Regions from separate parts of the Zea mays genome. Here regions 1 and 2 are each linked to region 3. A link is a contact called in public Hi-C data. All regions are on one chromosome and are shown on one strand. The core of a region is the stretch at or near the end of the contact, and the rest is flanking DNA. Distances in the headings are between cores, read along the strand shown.

Region 1 (2,804 bases), core at 80-2,579, 270 kb after region 3:
CATTGATGTTGCTTTGAACTAGTCTATTTGCTTCGATGCTCCACAATTTTAGCGGTGAAGTAACTAGACGAAGATGGAGGACGAAAGGCTGATAAGTACACATATATTTTTTTTAAAGTCCACACGTTTTAGGCCCTTAGTTTTCACTCAGTGGACCTAGTTAATGGAAATAGTAAAGAAGAGATCAACAATCTAGAGGCAAATAGCCAACACATACAACTCCACAAAAACTCATCGCCACTGTAACCCTATGCAGCTGAAGGATCGATGATCAATGAGCAACTAGAAGATCACCCTAATAGCATTTACAACCGCTTATATATGGCCCAACTGGGTGAAGAAGAAGGTGCTACGGTTCTTGAACCAAGGAAAGTTTCCGTAACAAGACTAGAGAAACAAAGTTCAAGCTAGAGCACATGTGGCACACTCTTTGCTATCAGTCCAAACGGTGCGTGAAGCATAGTAACGATGGCTCCCGTGCTGGGAGGAAAAGATTTCATCTCAACCTGGATGACAATTATAGCTCGTCGTTACATGAAAGTGTGGATACACCCTGCCCTATAAGCCATGAGAGAGCAAGGGCTCAATGGAAGAGGAATGGAGTCAACAATAAGTAGCAACAAGTTTTTATCTAAACAAAAAGAAATATTAAAGAAACTCTATAAGGCCAGTGAGGGATTGTTTAAACTAAATTATTTGAGCAATTTAACAAATTGATGGATCGTTCGACCACTTGCAAAAAATATTAAATTATTTTAATAAAAATGACGTGCCGCATATATTAATTAGAAGTTTGTAAAAAAAATTGATGTGATGTTAAGGTAACTGTAGAGTGAGGCTAAAGAATATGTACTAGAGTGTTATATAAATAAAGGTGGACAAGAATTGATAACAAAACCGATAGTAAGTAACGATACGACCTCTTGAGTCTTGAATCCGCCTAACATCCGCAATGTAAGATAATGTTTTGAAACCGAAACTCTCGGGTGAGTTTCATTATCTGTCTGGTGGCAAAACATACGAAATAGAGGTCGGCTCCAAACGTTTTTTTGTGATGTATAATGGTGGCAGTGGTACACGCTACACGGCAGGAGGGGGCACGGCCGCACACGGGCCGGCGCGCTCGCCAAAAAAAAAATCTCGGGGGCGGCAGAGCATGGAGCCGGGCAAAAAGCGGAAGCGGCTAGGGGACAGGACATGGCAGAGGAACAAAACCAGCGGCTGCTCCACACCACCCGCGCCAGACCAGACCACAGTTTTATACTCCCCGCCACTATTTATACAACACGCGGTCGCCTCCGGGGACGCTCATCATCACTGCCATCTCTCTCTGACTCTGTGTCCGTCTCTAAACTCTAGTCTGTGCGAATCTGCTGCCAGCAGCGAGGAACAGAACAGTAGCCAATTTGCCATCTCACAGTTGCGTTCCTCCGATTCCCCGTCCCCCGATGGACCTGTCTCCCAGCTCGTCGGCGCCATCCGCGCCGCCGGTGCCGTGCGAGTGGTCCGGCGCCGGGCTCGGCTCCGCGGCGTGCGGCCTCGCCTGCAGGGTGCTCTGCGCCGTCGCCACCTGCGTCTTCGCGGCCGGTGCGTACGCTGGCGAGTAGAAACCCGCGCCGCGCGAGCCGCTGGCGGGTACGGTACTTACTTTCCACCTGCTGGTGTCTGATGATGCTTGCCCTGCGCTATGGTTTTTTTTTCCCCGCAGTGGGGTCGCTGGTCGGGGCGGTGACGGGGTCCATGGTGGGGCTGGCGACCGAGAGCGGGATGCTGCGCGGCGCCGGCATCGGGGCCATCTCCGGCGCCGTCTTCTCCATCGAGGTCGCCGAGTCGTCCCGCGACCTCTGGCACTCGGGCGACTCCGGCGTCTGGACCCTCCTCTACATGGTACGCTACGCACATTGATCTGCGTCCATTCCATCGTACTCTGCCAAACTGGTCACTGGCACTTCGGGTCGTGTAGTTTGGTTGCAAATCGCAGAGAGTACTTGCCCGCCCGAGCACACCACACTCGTTTCCGCGGCCTGATGGGGGGCTTCAGCTTGATGTTGACCAAGACGATTAGGTTAGGTGTGCCCCATGGATTCCGTGGGGGATGGCCTCATTCCGTTCGTAAAAGATAAAATGATTTTCCCCCATTTATTATCTTGGCGCGCTATCCAAATGGATGTGAAAATATCGTGTTCTTCACCTGCATCTGTGTTGAATGTGCTGAGGTAGGAGTAGCTCCGGTTTTGCTCGGTGCCTGTCTCTGACGTCTGACCCCAAGTGTTTTTTTGCGCTCTGCTTCTGTGCACGCAGGTGGACATCATCTCCAGTCTCTTGAGCGGCAGGCTGGTCCGGGAGAAGGTGGGGCCGGCTGTTCAGAGCGCCGTGCAGAGCCAGGTAGCCACCCCCCACCCAACCTCACTCATCTGATGAAATAAACTGAGCGTGATCTGATCAGACTTTTTTTTTATATCTCTGACGCTCTGATCCTCCTTCTGGTGCCGATTGCTTATGCTTAATGCACTGCAAAATCCTAAATTTGGTCTCGGTTGGTCCATTGGCTGGCTCTATCGATCAACAACAAGTTTAGGTAGCAGCAGCATACTAAACAAACAAAGGATATACATATGGAGATGCTTGTGCGCATAATCTGACTGAGTGGTGGTTAGTCCATGTCCTCCATGCATTGCCCTGCCCTGAAGCCAACGCGTCGATTTCTTCCTAGATGGAGTAACACCAGCAATTCAAAGGCGCGCGCGCCCTCTTTTTAGACCTTTAATACCCTTGTTAGTTATAGAAGGGAGCAAGAATTGTTA
Region 2 (2,700 bases), core at 157-2,656, 420 kb after region 3:
CCCGACAAAAGGCACTCGGCAAAGAATACAACACTCGGCAAAGCCTCGGATTCCGGTAGTGATTTTAAGTCATTCCAAGATTTTTGGAGAGTCAAAGTTTTTTCAAGTTTGACCAAATTTATACAATGAAGTAATAACATTTACGATATCAAATGTATACAATTAGATTCTGCATTAAGTATATTTTCATACTATATCTATTTCGTGTCATAAATCCTTATGATTCTCGCTATATTTTTTGTCAAACTTTAATTTTTTTTTACTCTCTGAGAATTTTGAAATAACTTATATTTTTGGACGGAGGGAGTAATAAAAAAACAACACCGGTTCTCTATCATACACTGAGACGATGCTTCTGGGTAATATATATACAAGCATGCATACCGTCCTCGTGGACGCGTATATACGTATCATGTTCCAAAGGAACCAAAAGCAGGCTAGTACGTACGACCGCTGATGGTCTCTCCACCGAATATATATCAACCCGACAAGTTAAATATGAAAAAGGAACACGAAGAAGGTGATCGAAAGGCATGCACCACCACCAGCAGCGCCATTTTTTTTCTTTCGTTCTTTTCTCTGAATTCTTATATTACGTGCATCGCCTTGCATATATATTGCTTTCTACCCTGTCTTTTCTTTTCCTTTTTCCCTCTCGCTACTGATCCTTTTTTCTAATCTCCTCGTCGACGGGCTAACCTTGAAGAAAAAACGCTACCCCACAGATCCGATCCGCGATATCATATATATATATATATATATATATATATATATATATATATATATATATATATATATATATATATATGTGTGTGTGTGTGTGTGTGTCCACGGCATGCAGCACCTTTAGATCACCTTGCTTTAATTTTCTTCTCGGCTAAGCACATCGACCGAGACAGCCGGTCGACGATGGAACTATCTCCTCTCCGAGACATCTGAGACGTACGTACGTACGCTTATATAGCAGCTAAAGCCTGTAAGCTACTGTAGTCGCCGAAAATAATTCTGGCCGTCGAAAATTCTCTGCAGTCATCACACAGCTCGCTTTCCACTAGTTGAGGATTTTTCTGTAGAATTGTCTACTCTTCTAATTAACTTTTTTTCCTGAAATCCTTACCAAGACCATACATACATACATGTAGGGCTTGTTCGGTTAGCTCTCAATCCATGTGGATTGAGTGGGATTGGATGGGTTTGAATCCCAAACAAGTCAAACTTCTTCTCAATTTTTTCCAATCCCATCCAATCCATGTGTATTGGGAATAACCGAACAAGCCCGTAGGTGGGAGTGGGAGCCCAGACCCCAGACACATGGAGCAATATCACCTGCAGAAGGGGCGAATGGATGGACCCAGCCGGGCTTATATTAGTATCTGCAGGAGGAGGGCAAGAGGGTAGTAGAAGAGAGAATAGCACAGGCTCAGAGCAGCATATGAAAAATAAAAAGAGAGAGAGAGAGGATCGAGTGATGGAGGGTCTGGGGCACCTGCTGCTGTTCGCCTTCCTCTTCTGGTTCTCCACCTTCATGGTCGCACCGGTGATGACCGACGTCACCATGGCGGCGCTCTGCCCCGGCCGCGACGAGTGCTCCCTCGCCATCTACCTCACCGGGCTCCAGCAGGCGGTAACATATATAAGCTCCCTCTAGCTAGCTAGCTCTCTCTTCATCCTTCTCCTCCCTGCAGCTAGCTGCTTCCCCAAATTCACACTGCGTCGTCTGCATGCTTGCTCACTGCTGCGTCGCCGTGCCCGTGCATGCATGCGGCTATTTTGGTTTGGTTTCCTTCCTCATCAATGGCTTTAATAACTAGTGCACTAGTTCAACCTCGGACGACTTCCTCTACCTAATAAGATAGCAATCGATCGATGAATAGCTGCTGCCTGTCTTTTTCTTTCTCTCTTTCCTTTGCGTATACTTCCTAGTTCCTCCTTCCCTCCATCCCTCCGCGAAGAGAGAAAGTATATATGCATACTCTTGTAAAATATCACCACTGTACTCCAAAAAAAAAAGGCAAAAAAAATTGAGGTTCATTTATTTTAGAACAGATTATTAATAGCACGTAGGGCCGGTACCGGGGCTGGTGCTAGCTTGTTCGTCTTCGTTCTACTGAGCTGAGATTTTTTTTTAAAAAAAGGCATTAAATTAAATTCGGCCCATGAGCATGGAGATTTTAGGAAGTGCGCATGCAGTGGCATGGACACCACCTGTCCCACGCACAGACCAGCTCGTGGGTGGGGTGGCTGCTGCCGAGTACTAGTATACGCTCAGTACGTACGGTTAGTGTCCTGGATTACAATCGTCAATTGGCAGGGAGTGCGTGAGAGAGCGTCGTCTCAGCTGACTCCGATGCGTGCGGTGCGTTCTCCCCGGGACCTCGGTGAGCTTTCATCAGTGTCGCCGTCGCGCGTCGTCGCGATATGGACATATTGGTGATGGCGCTGTAACCGCCGTGCCCCTCGATAGAGCCCTGCGGAGTGGCCGCGCGCGCGCGCGGTCGTGGTAACGTACGTCACGCGGCCGCCCGAACCCCGGCCACAAACGTCGCACCGACCACCGTATACCCTCTTTTTTCCTTTGCCATTTGTTTGTTCCCTGGCCGGCGGCCTGATTGATGTCAAAACTCTCCAAAGCAAAAGGGGGCACCCGTACACGTCCCGAAGCTGGTAAGAAATGGCGGTAAAGAAAAAGTCGTAGTCAAT
Region 3 (2,700 bases), core at 19-2,518:
ATTGTTGTGCATGGGTGTACCATAGACAGGAAACATACAACAGAAAATCCTTACCCGCTATGTGTCTCGATAGCCTCCACCTGACGGAGTATAATCCAGAGCCAGAATGTGATCATGTGGCCTGGAACAATGGCTGGCCCGACGAAGGAGGGGATGCCGAGTATCAGCACCTCAGCCCAGTGTGCATATGGAGCTGCGAATCCTATTGGCGCAGTGAACTCATGGTGAACACGGTGGATATTCTGGTACCCCCACTCCCCGTGGAGAAACCTGTGGATCCAGTAATTGAGGTAGTCCTCAACAAGGAAGTACACCAGTAGCTGTGCTGCCAACTCCGCAAGGGACGGCAAAGGCAACTTCGTGTGAATTCCCACAAACTGATTTGATCAAAGAAAACGAAATATATGAGATTACAATTTTAGCATGGAAGATTTTTTTCTGCTTTACAATAATAGGCAAACTCAGAGGAATCTTCTAGATAGGACGCATCTAAGAAGGGTTATTGGAGCAGAACCCAGATCAGGAAGTCCTCGAAGGAGAGGAAAACATGCAGGGAAATGTAATTAAAACCTTTTCCTGTATCTACGAAGAGATCGATCAAGGGGGCACAAGAACAGTATGGAAACGCGATATCTTGTACTGAATCCGCCCCCGAGAGGCCGTGATCTCATGAACCAATCAGGTACATTGCGCTGAATCACCGAACGAGCGCAGAAGGATGATGGAAGGGAACCGACCTTGACCGCCGGGTAGGAGACGAGCTGGAGCGGGCCGATGACGAGGAAGAAGATGCGGAGGACGTCCTTGTAGCACCGGACGAACTCGGCCCTGGAGAGCCGCACCCGCGGCTGCAGTTTGTACGGCGAGACCGCGGCCGGGGCCCGGAGCTCGAGGAGCGCGATGGGAAGCGGGGCCACCGTGAAGACGACGAAGAGGAAGAGGATGTTGCAGCAGTAGAGGTGGTAGTCGGACACCCCCGCGGTGTACCGGAACCACAGCGCCTCGGCGGGCGTCATGGGCCGGCCAAGCGCCGCCTCCGCCTCCGCCGCCGTCGCGTAGGGCAGCATCTCCGGCGATCCGAGGGGCCCAGCCGTTCCACGCTGCCCCGGAGACCGATCCGCAACTCCCAAGAAATCAGGGGGCGGTGAATGGGCAGCGCGCTGCTCCCGCCTTTCGCCGGCGCCTGTTCTCTTGGAGTGGAGGAGACGAGAGACCAGGGAGAGTGAGCGGGCCGGCGGAGAGAACGAGCTCCCCAGTCCCCACAGTTTATGCCTGCCAGCTTCAGTCTCTGGCGTGTGGACCCGTCCGCGGTGCGTGCGGCCTTGGCGTGGTGTGACACGAACCGTTGGATGGATCTGGCGTCTCAGTCTCACACGTGGGGCGCGCGTGGGCATGGGGCGTGGCTGGGTGGGTCCATGCGAATGCGAGTCATGTGACAATGCTGTGGGCTATGGAACGTTTGTTCTGGCCCTTCGGGGCGTGTGTCTGTCCCTCTGTCCTGTGAGGTGAAACTTGAGATACGTGTCCAGTCCAGAGGTTAAAGTCGATGCACTGTCGAAAATGATGAGAAAACATCTACATTATTTTTGTTTTCGTATTTTATGAACAGAACAAAACGAAAATCAGCGGTCGAACTATGAGACCGGGTTTGTCGGCTATTCCAAAACGATACTCTCAAAAAGATAAAATGACAAATATTTTATAGTTTTCATAAATACATAATAAAGTGGTATATTGTCTAATTTTTAAGGTATTAAAACAAAAATAATTTTCTTCATATTCATATTATCCAGAGTAACTAATAATTTTTTTCCTTCTTCATTCACTTGAACATAACAGTCCAGCTTACATAGTTTATATGTCAGATATATCTCCCAAGTCGAAAATGAAAATTTTGAAAACGATCGTTTTCATTTTATTTCTAATCGTTTATCAAATAATTCGAAAATGAACGAAAAAATATATATACGGAACATGACGATACGAGATTTTTTCCGTCATCATTTCATCACGTTTAGTGTTCTATCGATGATTCTCATCTCGTCTCACACAACCGAGTAATAGCGGTTGGAATACGTTTGGACTGGATCATAGGTTCCATCATCTCTAATAGATCCTAATAATTCTATTTCTAACCCTTGATTTAGGGAAAAGTAAAAAAATATCCAACATATTTCTATCAATGTTCCCTTTTCTTCCTCAAGAGAAAAATGGCTCCTCCCTTGCGCAAATTTTCGACGTGTTAGCATCGATCTAGCGCCAATCACTAACGAGATGTACCGGCGGCGGTGCTCTCTTCTACAGCGCGGACGGTCCGTGACCCTACGGCAGGAGCGGGTCTTCCCTGTGTTAAACCAGACGATCCGCGCGTGGTGCTTAGACAGTCCGTATATGCGCAAGGGCGGCGGCGATGCCAAAAGCACTTGGATCTCGCCTCTAGGAGGAACCCCGTCAGGGAGGAGAGATCCTAAGATTGTCTTGGGGTCGTCAGTCCATCCAAGATGCCTTTAGACGATGTAGAGTCGAAGAGAGGTGGAGATGGAGATGAAAGAAGGCTACGTTACTGCTACTCCTAGGTCAAGAAAGTGAAGGAATGAAATATAGATTGATTGGTTCGATTGTTGGTGCCCGTAATCGGCCCTGTCCCTTCATATATATAGGGGAGGTCTCAACCCGTTCCTAGGTGTTCCCCAATAGAAT

The links. Hi-C and Micro-C count contacts between places; a contact is called where the count stands out from the background.
Region 1: a Hi-C map of endosperm shows a contact between it and region 3, with 2.0 times the contacts expected there. The contact joins the promoter of LOC100285097 here to the promoter of LOC100282314 in region 3. A contact is called at or near these places in 3 of 25 Hi-C or Micro-C datasets (ear, endosperm and leaf).
Region 2: a contact with region 3 is called in a Hi-C map of ear, with 1.9 times the contacts expected there. The contact joins the promoter of LOC100191596 here to the promoter of LOC100282314 in region 3. A contact is called at or near these places in 2 of 25 Hi-C or Micro-C datasets (ear and tassel).

Annotation. Positions count from the first base shown.
Region 1 is chr1:86,934,400-86,937,203 of Zm-B73-REFERENCE-NAM-5.0, reverse strand. It overlaps LOC100285097, which reads left to right and starts at 1,329. Exons shown (of 4, transcript NM_001367202.1): 1 at 1,329-1,587; 2 at 1,709-1,887; 3 at 2,302-2,385. The coding sequence starts at 1,449.
Region 2 is chr1:86,777,984-86,780,683 of Zm-B73-REFERENCE-NAM-5.0, reverse strand. LOC100191596 (tetracycline transporter protein) reads left to right here and starts at 1,406. Exons shown (of 14, transcript NM_001137026.1): 1 at 1,406-1,624. The coding sequence starts at 1,433.
Region 3 is chr1:87,201,569-87,204,268 of Zm-B73-REFERENCE-NAM-5.0, reverse strand. LOC100282314 reads right to left here and starts at 1,268. Exons shown (of 5, transcript NM_001155226.1): 1 at 738-1,268; 2 at 55-377. The coding sequence starts at 1,067.